3 separate regions of the Mus musculus genome follow, and all the other regions are linked to region 1. A link is a contact called in public HiChIP or PLAC-seq data. All regions are on one chromosome and are shown on one strand. Each heading gives the region's core, a stretch centred on a gene start, on an enhancer-like site or on the middle of the called end of the contact. The rest is flanking DNA. Distances are from core to core; before and after follow the strand shown.

Evidence for each region. HiChIP or PLAC-seq counts read pairs in DNA pulled down with a chosen protein or histone mark.
Region 2: a FOXA1 HiChIP or PLAC-seq map of pancreatic cancer cells shows a contact between it and region 1. The contact joins two enhancer-like sites. A contact is called at or near these places in 5 of 115 datasets of contacts at active chromatin or transcription factors (bone marrow-derived macrophages, embryonic stem cells, pancreatic cancer cells and 1 more) and 1 of 9 other capture datasets (adipose tissue).
Region 3: a contact with region 1 is called in an HNF4G HiChIP or PLAC-seq map of pancreatic cancer cells. The contact joins two enhancer-like sites. A contact is called at or near these places in 1 of 484 Hi-C or Micro-C datasets (nephron progenitors) and 1 of 115 datasets of contacts at active chromatin or transcription factors (pancreatic cancer cells).

The regions. Positions count from the first base shown.
Region 1 is chr7:123,044,797-123,049,049 of GRCm38.p6, reverse strand. It overlaps a transcript of Tnrc6a not described here. Among named protein-coding and RNA genes, the nearest start is that of Gm39084, 51 kb to the left of the region's middle. Within about 2 kb of position 2,254, at least 76 of the 459 cell types and tissues checked have an H3K27ac peak or open chromatin away from gene starts, as enhancers often do. A contact at or near this core is called in pancreatic cancer cells, where this site is marked.
Region 2 is chr7:123,428,006-123,432,258 of GRCm38.p6, reverse strand. Lcmt1 (leucine carboxyl methyltransferase 1) reads right to left here. Exons shown (of 11, transcript NM_025304.3): 10 at 4,068-4,165; 11 at 1,901-2,126. The coding sequence ends at 2,104. Among named protein-coding and RNA genes, the nearest start is that of Aqp8, 32 kb to the left of the region's middle. Within about 2 kb of position 1,743, at least 99 of the 459 cell types and tissues checked have an H3K27ac peak or open chromatin away from gene starts, as enhancers often do. A contact at or near this core is called in pancreatic cancer cells, where this site is marked.
Region 3 is chr7:123,344,731-123,348,983 of GRCm38.p6, reverse strand. The region is part of intron 1 of Arhgap17 (Rho GTPase activating protein 17); the gene reads left to right. Among named protein-coding and RNA genes, the nearest start is that of Arhgap17, 23 kb to the left of the region's middle. Within about 2 kb of position 1,848, at least 27 of the 459 cell types and tissues checked have an H3K27ac peak or open chromatin away from gene starts, as enhancers often do. A contact at or near this core is called in pancreatic cancer cells, where this site is marked.

The sequences.
Region 1 (4,253 bases), core at 1,005-3,504:
CAATACATTTACCTCCATCCTTTTTTATCCCATGAGTTGGCTCCTGAAAAAGGAACAGGATTTTCATTTGGATTAATGGCCCAACTTCTAAAATCATAAAGTCCAGAGAAAGGACGCTAAAGACATACAAGCCAGAAGTAAGGGTGTGGAGAGATGCTCACTGCTCAAGAGCACTTGCTGCTCTTGCAGAGCGTCTGTGTTCAGTGCCCAACACCTGCATGATGGTTCACAGCTTTCTGTTACTCCACTTCCAAGGTTCCAACACCCTTCTCTGGCCTCTGGAGACACTGTGCCCACACTGTGCACAGAAAATACACTCTTACACCAAAAAATAAATCTTTAAAAAACTGGAAAAAGGGGGGCTGGAGAGATGGCTCAGCGGTTAAGAGCACTGACTGCTCTTCCCGAAGGTCCTGAGTTCAAATCCCAGCAACCACATGGTGGCTCACAACCATCTGTAATGAGATCTGGTGCCCTCTTCTGGAGTGTCTGAAGACAGCTACAGTGTACTTACATGTAATAAACAAATAAATCTTAAAAAAAAAAAACTGAAAAAAAAAAACCCTCAACCCACCCTCCACAACCCATAGACAAAATTGATGAGAGGAAACATCAATTACAATAACTGTAACTGGGTTAAATCTCCTCATCAAAAGAACTCAGGTGACATTGCTGAGGTTCAAGTTCGTTCAAATTCCCTTACCTCAGCACTGTCTCTGTGAATTTTCTGTGGTTTCAAGATTTTCACAGTAATAGTATAGTGTTCTTGCAACCTCTTAAGTTCATGGTAAGGGGGAAAGAATCTTTGAATGTTTCTCTAGCCTCTGTAGGCACCTGCGTTCATGTGCACACACCCACATGCAGAGACATGTCTACATACAATTAAAAACGATAAGAAAACAAATCTCAAATCATTTTATATATAGGGCTGTGGAGATAGCCAGTGGCTAAGAATGATCACTGTACTTTTTGCCTTGATACCTAGTCCATTTCAGGCAGCTTGCCCACTGCTTGTAACTGATGGCCTCATATGGTTTCCGCAGGTACCTGCATACATGTGGTGCACACACGTGCACATAAAAATAAAATACATTTTAAAATCTTTAAAATTTTTTTATTTAGGCCTTGGGAGGTGGTTCATTGGGTAAAGTGCTTGCTGAGCATGTATGAGGGGTGGGATGTGGCTCTACAACACCTATGTAATGTCAGGTGCATATGGTAACCTTTGCATAGTCCTACCATCTGGCAGGCAGAGACAGAGGTTCCTCAGAGCAAGCCAGCTAGCTAGACTAGCCAATCAGTGAGCTTTGGGATTGAGAGACTTTGTCTCAGTATGTAAGGTGGTGAATAAGGAAGTGAACGAGGAAGACACCAGATGCTAGCCTCTGGCCTCTGTACACATGCACACACATGTGCGTGCACATCCCCCCACATGTGCACCTGAATGCATGTGAATGCATATGTGTGTGTGTGTTGTGTGTGTATGTGTACATCTGTTTCTACCTACCTTTGTCTTTATCTCTGTGCCTATGTCTGGGCTAATGACAGATCCCATTTTTTTCTATTAAATTAGAATGTATTAACAACTATTTGCTTTTAAATAAGGCAGCAAATGTTTGATGACCCCAACAGTTGGTTCCACACTGACCAAGAAATAATGGTGAGGTTCCATGGAAGACTTAGCTTTTCATTAGCAGCTAAGGACACACCTCACTCCAAAGCTGAAAGGTTAGATGTTTTAACTAGGCAGGTGGCTAGCTGCAAATAAGTTTCTAGTTAATTTTGTTTGGGTTCATCACTGGAAAGACCTTCTTCACATTTCCTGGTATTTTGTACAGCTCTTAAGTACATGCCCTAATACATTAAATAATGTGTCTTTTCTTTACCAAAGAACAAAGAAGCTGAGTGTTTGGAAAGTGTTCACCCGGCTGCCAAAGCCTCCTCCTGCAATGAGTTCAATTTCCTGGTGTCTTATCCTCAGTACTGAATGTCCTATTATGCCAGTCTGTCCCTCCAAGCCGCTGACCACAGCGTGTTGACACACCACTTGAAATCAGAGATAACATTTCTTCCCACCTCTGACAAAGACAAGGGCCAGGCCTGTGATTTCTTTGGCATTGTTAATGCTATACAGAAATTGTAACACCTCTTTCCTTTCGATTATTCTTATGAGTATTGTCCCCACTGGACAGCTAATGTGCGTTGGTGTTGAAAAAGCATGAGTCACACCACCGGGTGCTTCACAGGATACTTGGAAAAGGAACACCCTCTGGGGAGGAGGCAGTGCTAACAATCTTCACCATCGTCAATGCCTGCTTCAAATCAGGCTGCGGACTGTTAACCGAAACCATCTCTAGCAAGCAAAGCACCAGGCAGCTCAGCACTCAGACGTGTCTGTTTCTGAGTAGTGGAGTGAGATCGGGGGATCCGTGTATTTCTGCCCTTTGTTTTTAACACCTATCCACTCCCTGAGCTACCGGTCATGTGGCCTGCTGAGGCCCAGTGAGATGCCAGCAAATTCAGCCATCCAGAGATGCTGTGTGTTGTATATGTATGGTGCGAGCATTTGAGTGTGCATGCCCTTGTGTCTGCATTTGGAGGCCAAAGCAGGGTGTTGGAAGGTCTGTGTGTTCTATTGCTCTGGGTGGTATTGCCTTGAAACAGAATCTCACTGAGCCAGATTGCCATTAGGCCACAGTGGCTTGCCAACAAGTTCTCGGGCTCCCCCCCCCCCCCCCCGACTCTGCCTCTCAGTTCTGAAGTTACAGACACATTCAGCCGTAGCTGGCTTTTTTTTTTTTTTTTTTTTTTTTTTTAAGATTTACCTATTTATTATATGTAAGTACACTGTAGCTGTCTTCAGACACTCCAGAAGAGGGAGTCAGATCTTGTTACAGATGGCTGTGAGCCACCATGTGGTTGCTGGGATTTGAACTCTGGACCTTCGGAAGAACAGTCGGGTGCTCTTACCCACTGAGCCATCTCACCAGCCCCGTAGCTGGCTTTTTAACATGGGTGCTGGGATTCAAAGTCATGCCCTCATGCTTGCAGAGTAAGTGCTCTTGCCCTCCCAGGCATCTCCCCAACCCACCATGCAGAGATTTGAAAAGTGCTTGCATGTCTGTGCCCCTATGCTTTAACAAATGAAGATGTTTCAGCACATGGCCAACATGTGGATTGGAGTTGAACTGTTCAGTTGTCTTAACCAACTCTGCCCCAAAGTGAACTCGGCTAAAACCACATGACCTTTGGGTTTGCAGAGGGCTTTGTGTTAATGAAGGCCCCATGCTTGGTTCAATGCTCTCTGGCCCTCGTCTGGAAAGTCTTAATACTTTTTAGTAAGAGGACCCCATTTTCCCTGTGTGCACTGGGAAACGTGTAAAGCACGTTGCCGGTCCTCCTACATCTGAGCTCTGACTCCTGAGTGAGTCTTGGGATGTCCATCCTTGCCATTCTTCAGACACCAACAAGCACATCCTTGTTCCTTCAGCGGGTTGTGTTGCTTTGCAACACTGTCAAGATATGTAAACTAAATTGACTGTCCTCCCTCAGAAGCCTCTCAATACGCTTCTTCTTCAATATATTTATTTTCATATTTTTGGTTGTGAGCCTAGCCTTTAAAGGCTGAACCATCTCTTCAGCCCAATATTTATTTGTATGTGTGTGTGTGTGTATGTGTGTTGCACTGTATGCATGCAGTACCAGAATGGGCCAGAAGAGGGTGTCAAATTCCCTGGCACTGGAATTATAGGTCTTTGTGAGTGGGAATACGGGTGCTGGGAATCAAACCGAGTTCTGGGGGGGGAGAGCCAGTGCTCTTGATCACTAAGCCATCTCTCTGGCTCTAGAATGCATTTCTCAAAAACCCAATAGATTACATAAAAAATAGAAAAAAAAATAGGAAAAAAAAAAGCCTTTGGGCTTTGCTTCTGGTGACTGCTACACCTCAGAACGGTCACATTTCCTTTTTCTTCCCTCAGCACTGAGAACTGAGTCTCCTCCAGGCTGGGAAAGTGCTCTACTGCGCTGTAAGCTCAACTGTTGTTTGTGCTTTTAATTTTGAGATAGGCTCTTACTACGTTGCCAGGCTTGCCTTGAGCTCACTCTGCCACTCATCTGGCCTTTGTACTTGTAGCTTTTCTGCTTTAGTCTTCCAAATAGTTGGGATTGGAGACCTGTGCCACCAGGCCCCCTCTATGTCTTTCTCACATATGCTTTACATGAAATGTGATTTTTCTCTACCAGTGGCGACT
Region 2 (4,253 bases), core at 494-2,993, 380 kb before region 1:
ACAGTTACGTTTTATTAGAAACATCCTTCACTTGCTCGTCCTCACCTGGACACCTCCAACTCTCACACAGTACCTCTTGCACTGCAGGGCTTGTTCATGTTTGTATGCTATCCCAGGAAGGATGGTATCTTGTAGGCTTGGAGTGTTTATTTAAATACCTACTTTTTTTGTTTTTGTTTCTTTTTGTTTTTCGAGACAGGGTTTCTCTGTGTAGCCCTGACTGTCCTGGAACTCACTCTGTAGACCAGGCTGGCCTCGAACTCAGAAATCCGCCTGCCTCTGCCTCCCGAGTGCTGGGATTAAAGGCATGCGCCACCACGCCCGGCAAAATACCTACTTTTAATATTGGTTGTTAAATGCTTTAACCTCCCTTCTTGCCCACCACCCACCAGAGGTCGTGTGAAAGAAAGGTTATTAGGACACAGAGGAAGTAAATCTGCTTAGAAATTGTTCTTTTTGAGCGAATCCCATCTGCTTTGTCAGGAAATCAGCAGTTTAGTTCACAGGTGTCAGCAGCAGAAACTTGATACACTTGAAAACTCTTCATGGACGTACCAGCGGTCCAGTTCAGTGTCAGGATAGCAGCAGCAGCAGCTCAAACCTAGCAGAAACAGCCAGACCTCAGCTGAATCTGCAAGAGTCGGCAGGAGGATTAGGACCAGCAGGGACACCAAGAAAAGTTTTTGGCCAAGCCTCTCTCAATGACTAAGAAGCTTTCTCATCTGGAGATTCATTTTCTGTTCAGGCTGTCTCAGCAAACCTACTCCCACTAACGCACACTGCAAGAGGAGCACACCCTAAGTCTCCCTGGAGTACTGCCTCAAGGTTCCCCACAGTGCAGCAGGGGGCTATGACCTCAGCTAAGAGCTGTGTCAGCTTCCCCGTGGCCGTCCCTGTTCATGCAGTTCCAGTGATGGGGGGCCCTGATCTGCAGCATGACTATATTAATCTCATTAGTGCTGCTGGCTTCATCACAATCCCTCCCGGAGACTGGAAACAGCACACATTTATCTCCTTGTAGTTCTGGAGATCAGAAAGAGGAAATCAGTAACTTTAGGCCTAAGGTCAAGTTTTCTGTGGAGGTGGGGCAGGTGTGTGTGTGTGGTGGGGGGCTCTCCTGGGACTCCTGGCCTTTTTATAGATCTAATCTTTATTAGTTTTAGTGATGCATGTACGTACATGCACACCCATTTGTGGGTGTATGCATGTGATTGCAGAGACCCATAGAGAACAAGGGCCTTAGAGACCCCTGGAATTGGAGTAATAGGAGCCACCCAATATGGGTTCTGGGAGCTGGATTTGGGTTCTCTGCAAGAACAGTATGTGCTTTTAACCTCTGAGCCATCTTTTCAGCCTCCTGGCCTTTTTAGCTTCTAGTTGTTTTTATTACTTATTCTTTGGCCTCCCACATCTCTGAAATCTCTCTCTCCACAATCTCTGTTCTGTCACTGCCCCTCGTCTGGCTTATGTGGACCTTGTGGTTGAATCAGAGCCCCAGACGATCCCTTGAGACCCTTACCTTAATCTCATTGACAAAATGCCTATTTACACAAGTGACATATGGCCGGGTTTCAAGGAGTTAGGGTCCTTTAGGGAGGCATTATCCAACCTGCTAAGGTAACCAGAACGGAGGAGGCAAGTAAGCAGGCCAGCCTGGCAAAGGCGGCAGCAAGAGGAGCCTCCACAGAGGAGCTCCAGCATCCGCAGCAGGTCAAGGGCTAAGGGTCACAGCCCATGAGGTGTTGCAATAAAGAGCACAGGGAGGAGTAAATTCCCAAATGGATTCTGACTCACAGGGTAAACCAAGGTCCAAGTTAAGACTCAGGATGCAGGATTTTAGCTGCCATGGATTTGAACCCTGGCCCACCCCAGAGAGCAAAGAATGTCATTGTACAGATGTAGCAGAGTCTGACACAAATGGCAAGTGAGATTTATTTAAACAATGATACTGACAGGAACAGGATCTGGTGTGACCACCTTTGTAACCACGGGTTCCGGATGTGCAGCAGGACCAACAAAGTGAGGCTGCACATCTCTCAGGAGGCCCTGGCACTCCCTTAGCTAGAGCCTTCACCTTCCACCCCAGCACGAGCCTTCAGCAGATCAATAGGTTATCTCCTTCAAACCTAAGGGAGAAACAGAGATGCTGTCAGACGCTGTGGCAGAGTAAAGGAACCAGGGAGCGTGCACACTGGCCCTGGGCACCAGAATGACTCACTGCTGGACCTTACTCTCTTCCTGTGTGAGGCAAGATCGTAGAAGGAAGTGAAAAGTCAGGCCAGCTTTTGTTTATGGGTGGCTTAAAACAGATTTAGAAAGCATTTCATAACACTTTATGAGCTCTCTGCAGTAAATGTCCAAAATTTACTAACTGCTGAACTTTGAACAAACACAAAGAGGGTTCTTCACCTTGTGCTGGCACACCAAAGATGCCTGACCTTAGAAGGGTTACTACCCAACCTGGGTGTGGCGTGCACACCTGTAAGCCCAGCACTCGGGAGGCTGAAGCACAAGAGCCAGCTTGAGGTCAGCCTGCACTTCAGAGTGAGACCACCCTGTTCCCAAAGCAAACAACAAAAACAAACAAAAACAAACAACCAAACAACAGTTAGCTTAGCTCATTAGAAACCTCTCTTTCCAAACGCTTGGGGAGGCTAAGTATATTCTGACCTAGCCTTATGATAGAATTTAATATACTCGTTATAGTTATGTTCATTAAGAAGGCTCATGTCACATGATTACACTGAAAAGATGCAGGGCTCCAGCAGCATAAGGGCAGGGTGAAGGCCAGGAGTGTCCCACCCTCCTCATGACTCCATCAAGTCAGGTGAGGCACAGCTGGAATTCTGGGAGGAATGCCAAGTTTAAGGTAAGGCTGCACTGACATGTCTCAAAACAATCAAAGAAAAATGGCAATTAATTTTTATAAATGTCAGCAGATAACTAAACAGCAGTGTCCAGAGACCAGGCAAGGAGCACCACTGGAGGCCACCTGAGGCCAGGCCATGGGGCCTGCTGTGCTCTGCTTTTCCTAAGCTTCCCAAGTCCCAAGTACAACTTCCTTTATAATTAGGAGAGGTTCTGATATAAAACACAGCAATAAAGGGCTTTCCATCCAAACCACATTGGTGGGACTCCATGGGAAGTTAGGGGCCCAAGAAGGCTGCACAGCCACTGCCTGCCTGTCAGGGGTTTCTCAGGTCACATCTGTGGGAGGTACCAGGGACCTGGAATCTGATGTGCTCTCGCTGGACTATTCTGAAAAATCAGTCACTGGGAAGCAAAAACAACAGTGGCAAGAGTCAGCAGACGCTGGGTCGAAACATGGAGAGTCAGGTGCCAAGGTGCCTGTCTAACCATGGTCTTCCCTGCCTCTGTCACCTTAACCCTAGACAAGGAGAGAGAAACTGCCCGGGAAGCTGAGCAGGTCCATCTATCTATCTATCTATCTATCTATCTATCTATCTATCTATCTATCTATCTATCTATCTATCTATCTTCATGTGTGTTTGTTTATTTACTTACTTATTTACTTTTATGTGTTTTGCCTGCACATGTGTCTATGTGAGGGCAACAGATTATCTGAAACTAAAGCTACAGACAGTTTTGAGCTGCCATTTGGGGGCTGGGATTTGAACTCAGGACCTCTGGTAGAGCAGTCAGTGCTCTTAACCACTGAGCCATTTCTCCAGCCCCTGAGTGGGTCTTTTGGATACCAAATGATCCACATGTTAGTATCTAGTAAACTGGGCTCTGTGCTTGTGGAGGGTAAATAAATGCTGGTTATTTATGTTACAATTATTACTTTAACTCTTCAAGGTTTTCAACTTTCCCAACTGCAGAAACCCCTTAGCTGGTGGGACAAGGGCTGGCTGGTTATTTGGGGAACTGCAGTTTAAAGAATTCACCTAATCTGTGCTATTAAAACCTGAAGGAGGAAACCATGACTTCTCTGGACACACTGTGTGCACGCATAGACATTTCCCTAGTTCTCTGAACCTGACCTTCCAGGTGTGCCTTTCCTCTTTGGAGAGGCCCAATCGAGAGAAACGCGATGGATCTCTTACCAAGCTCCTGGCCGCCGCGGGTGGCCCAGCACAGGCAGTAATGGCGCATGAGCTGCTCCAGGAGCTCCATCTCATCCAGGAACTCGAGGGATTCTATTCTGTGCAGGAATCACAGAGTTAGAAAGGAAGCCGCTGACCCACAGTCCTGACGCCTTCATGACACTACATGGAAAGGAGCTGGGTACA
Region 3 (4,253 bases), core at 599-3,098, 300 kb before region 1:
TCTGTCCCTGCTTCCTCATTTCCCTACCTGGGATTAATAACGTGCATGATAGACTTTTGATTTGTATCCTTTAGATCCTGGGTCCTTTGTTCTACTTCTTTTCCCCTGTGTTTTACTTGGGAGAATTCCTGTACATTTCCAGATCCCTCATCTGCTCGTGTGTGTTGTTTGTTTGTTTGTTTTGTTTGTTTTTCGTTTTGCTAACCTCTTTTATACATTTGTCATATTGTTTTAAAGTTCCTACATGTCAGTTTGAGCCAGTACCTTTGCTGTCTCAGAGTTGAGTTGGATTGGCTGTCATAATGATACCTTCTGGGTTTTTGCTAGTTGTTTGTGAACAAATGTTTGAGGAAGGTGAATGGCATGCCCCTTCTGCTAGGCTGCTAGTGTGTTCACTTAGCTTGCAGTTGTTTGGGTCTTGGCTTTGTTGTTGCTTAAGGTAGTTTCCTCTGGGCGGGTCTTACATACCATGGCTCTGCTGCCTTGCCCCAGAACTTAGCAGGCCCGTGTCCATGCACCAAGGGCTCTCTTAGCTCTCTTGTTCTTCTGAGGAGGACTACTGCCTGATACTCACTTTAAGGTCCAGAGACACACAGTGCTTCTCTCAGTTCCCATTGTTCTTCAGCAGGCTCTGTATTCCTTTGCCACAGTTGTCCTAGAGGAACTGATGTATGTTAACATTGCCCATCCACTCAGTGGTCTGCTGCATCTACCTCTGCACAGGATAAGGCCAGGATAAGAGATTTCTCTGGATAGGACATTGTCTTGTTCTCTGACTTTGGCAGGCCCATATGTTAAACCTGAAAAGCATGAGAGAAAGACCAGTTCCATGTTTTTGAGTAAAATTGGAAGCAAGTTTTAATTAAATGCTAGCCAGAATGGTAGACTGTAGCCAAGACCATTCTGGAATTGCCAGCAAATGGCGAGGAGTCACATTTTGCAGAGGCTTATAAAGGCTACGTCTTTCCCACCAGGTCCAATCAGGGGCCAGCATACATCCTGACGTACTTCCTGCCTACATAACCTCCCATCTACATCTGATCAAGCACATGTGGTGCAGTTAGGTCAAACAAGCTTGTTTAGGGGAGTGAAAACCTAAAACATTCGCCGCCAGCATTTCAGTAAGTGTCTGTCCTTGGGCAAGGCGCTTACAAGGGTAGAGGCACTTTTGTTTTATGGCTCTCTTAGCCATAAAATTAAAACTTAAAACATAACTTCTGCTTATATACATACCTCTGCTTAGGTACCAGCCGTGCACTTGCACTATATCCAACGTTAACATCTCCAGCCCTCCGGTTAGATTGGATCTCAGAAGTCACTTTCAGGAAGCCTCTTCCGTATCCAGAACCTGTGTTCAAGGTTCTTCCTGTTTCTTCACTTTCTCTACAAGAGGTTTTTGCATTTTCATTTTTCTGTGCAGACAATTGAACCTAGGGCCTTGTATAAGCTAGGCAAGTAGCCCTCCACTGTGCCATGCCACATCCCCTGTTCTGCAAGTTAGTGAACTTGTCTGTGCCTAGGAGTCTCGTCTGTGAGTCGGGTATAGTAGTAGTAGCACTCCCAAGGCTATTCTGGGCTCAGTAGATGAGTATATTAGATGGTTTATAGCAGGGTCTTTCAGACCCCACTGCTGAAACCTAGGCAAGTTTTTTCCCTGCGCCTCAGTTTCCTCATCTATAGAGTGGGATAATAAAACCTTCATTACAGGGTTATTTTGGGTTTAGTGGAATTATTTCTGACAGAACACCTGGATCTCATAGAGCCCCAGTAATGGGCTCAGTAGGCTGTGATGTCAGAGAACCCAGCGTGCTGTGACTGCCCTGGCGGAGTGCTCACTGCCTAGAAGAAAAGACTTCATTTTCCTCGATAGTCTGTCAGGACAGGGGCCATGTCTCTTACTCACGAAGCGCTCATAGAAGGGAACTAAACAAATAGTTACTCAGTGACTGAATCATGAGAAGATTGTGTGGTTGAAGTCAGTGCCTCTGCATGGCCCCACTCAGTTTCCATTAATTATTCTGTAGGTCCTTTTGAGAACAAGCCGTGGGTTTGAAATGAGTTTTCTGTTTTGAGTGTCTGTAGTAGTATTCATCTACCAAGCACTACCCGACCTTTAGAAAAAGTGAGTAAGATTTATAGTGTTCCACACCCAGGGTCTTCCTGTTCACCCCTTCAGCACAGCCTCACCCAGTTTTCCAAGTGAACAGATTTTCCTTTCATTTTGTGAGCATGTTCCTCTTGGAACCTTCTGGGCTGCTTCTGATTTGTGGTCATTGTAGAAACCTGGATGAGCTCAGCTATTCAGGTTCTCAGGACTGCTTCTGTCTTGAAATGTTTGCAGAGACAGTCTACATGTTCCAAGAAGGTTTGGCTATTCTCTTTTTGGCTATCAAATTGAAGCATTCTTAGTGTGGGAATGATCTTGCAAATATAAATCAAATGAGGGCTGAATGGTAAAAAGATGCAGTTTTAGATCCTATGATTAGTTTGTGGTGGCATCAGCAACAGAATCTGTCATGAGAATAGAAGAAGAACACAGCTTTGTCTGGTGCTGAGGTTTTTTCTTGAGGCTCAGAGGCTGGCCACATTCTAGAGGTTGTCAACTCAGAAAGTAAGGACTGGCTGTAAAGGTTCCTATCATCCTATCAGTGTATTGAGAGTATCTTCATAAAAGATGATAATGTCACATGTTAAGTTTTTTAACTTTCTTTTGTCGTACTTGGGTAGCTATGAGGAGATTGTACGTGGTAAGCACGTGTTCTGCCACCGAGCCACACCCCCACTCCAGAGACCATTCTGAATGATGTCAGCAATCTGGTATTAAATGGGAAGCTCTCTTGATAGGAATTTTAGGTTCCCAAGGCTTTCAGTTTATAAACACTGGCCCTCCTACCCACTGATCTTTCTGAAGGGTTTCCTGAGTGAGTAGTGTGTAGACAGTGATTTTGCTACACTAACTAGCCTGTTGAAATGGCCACTTACCATTAGCTTTGTGTCTGTGTTCTTGAATGTGCCATGGCAGCTGAGGGGCCTGAGTCAGTCCCTACCTCTGTTCTTGTATACCACAGTCAGAGTTTTCATTGAAAGCTCAGCTCTGGGTCCTTATGGCAAAGATCTCATGGTATTCCTCAAAGATGGCAGGGGTCTTAGCCAGAACCCTGCCCTGTCCTGCCACGTCCAGGAGGCTTTGTCCGTACCCTTTCCTAGACCCTAGACCTGAAGTTGCAGGATTGCTTGGCAAGCCTGTCCTGGCCACGTAGATCACCACTCTCCTGTAATAGGGTTGTTTGTGTAGATTTCTGTCTTTTCCCATGAGCTTCTCAAGGGTGGGGTGTGACTCCCCTCTGCCTTTTTCCCTCTCCCCAGTTCTTGACATTTAGTGTACTCCATAAATAATGGGTGAGCTAATGGCGATCCAAGATCTGAGTGCCTTCAGGCAAGTTCATTCTGGACCTGGTACTTCAGGTAGAGGCTGGCTCTGGTTCTGTGAGCACTCCTCTGGGAACTGCCTCCCGTAGCTGAGGGTTTTGCAGCTCCAGATGCTGAACCTTTAATAGAGGACTGCACTGCACCTGGAATCCCGTCTCTCAGTGTCCTGTTTATTGTGTACCAGTCATTCTCCCTGGTGGCTCCTGTCCCACAGGTGTCATCACAGACTCGGTTTTCCTGGAAGGCTGTTCTGCCCCTGCCCTCTCTTGAAGGTTGTCCTTTGTTACCTTGAGGTTTCTTTGAACAGTACCTTATTCCCAAGAGAAACTAGAATGGCTTGTTAACTTGGGAAAGGTCATCTTTGAATAAGATGTGGTTTTTATCTGAAGAGTGTTTGAATTTGTTGTACTTTGGAACAGCTCACACTCCCATAGACCATCAATGGATGCCCATTATCATTGTAAATGAGAGAAGTAATCACAAAGGTGGTGTTGGGGCTGGAGAGATGGCTCAGTGGTTAGGAGCACTGACTGCTTTTCCAGAGGTCCTGGGTTCAGTTCCCATGTGGTTACATGTTAGCACACAAGTTTCCTTAACTCCAGTTTCAGGGGATTCAGTGCCCAATTCTGGTTCTTCAGGAACCAGGCATACATGTGATGCACATGTATACATACATGCAGCCAAAACACACATATACATAAAATAAAAATAAATACATATGAAAAAAGGAAAGAGTTGAATTTCTAAGTAACCAGTATGGTGGTATTACTATTTTTATTTCTGTTGGTAGTTATAATGACTTTCATTTTACACTGGAATAGACA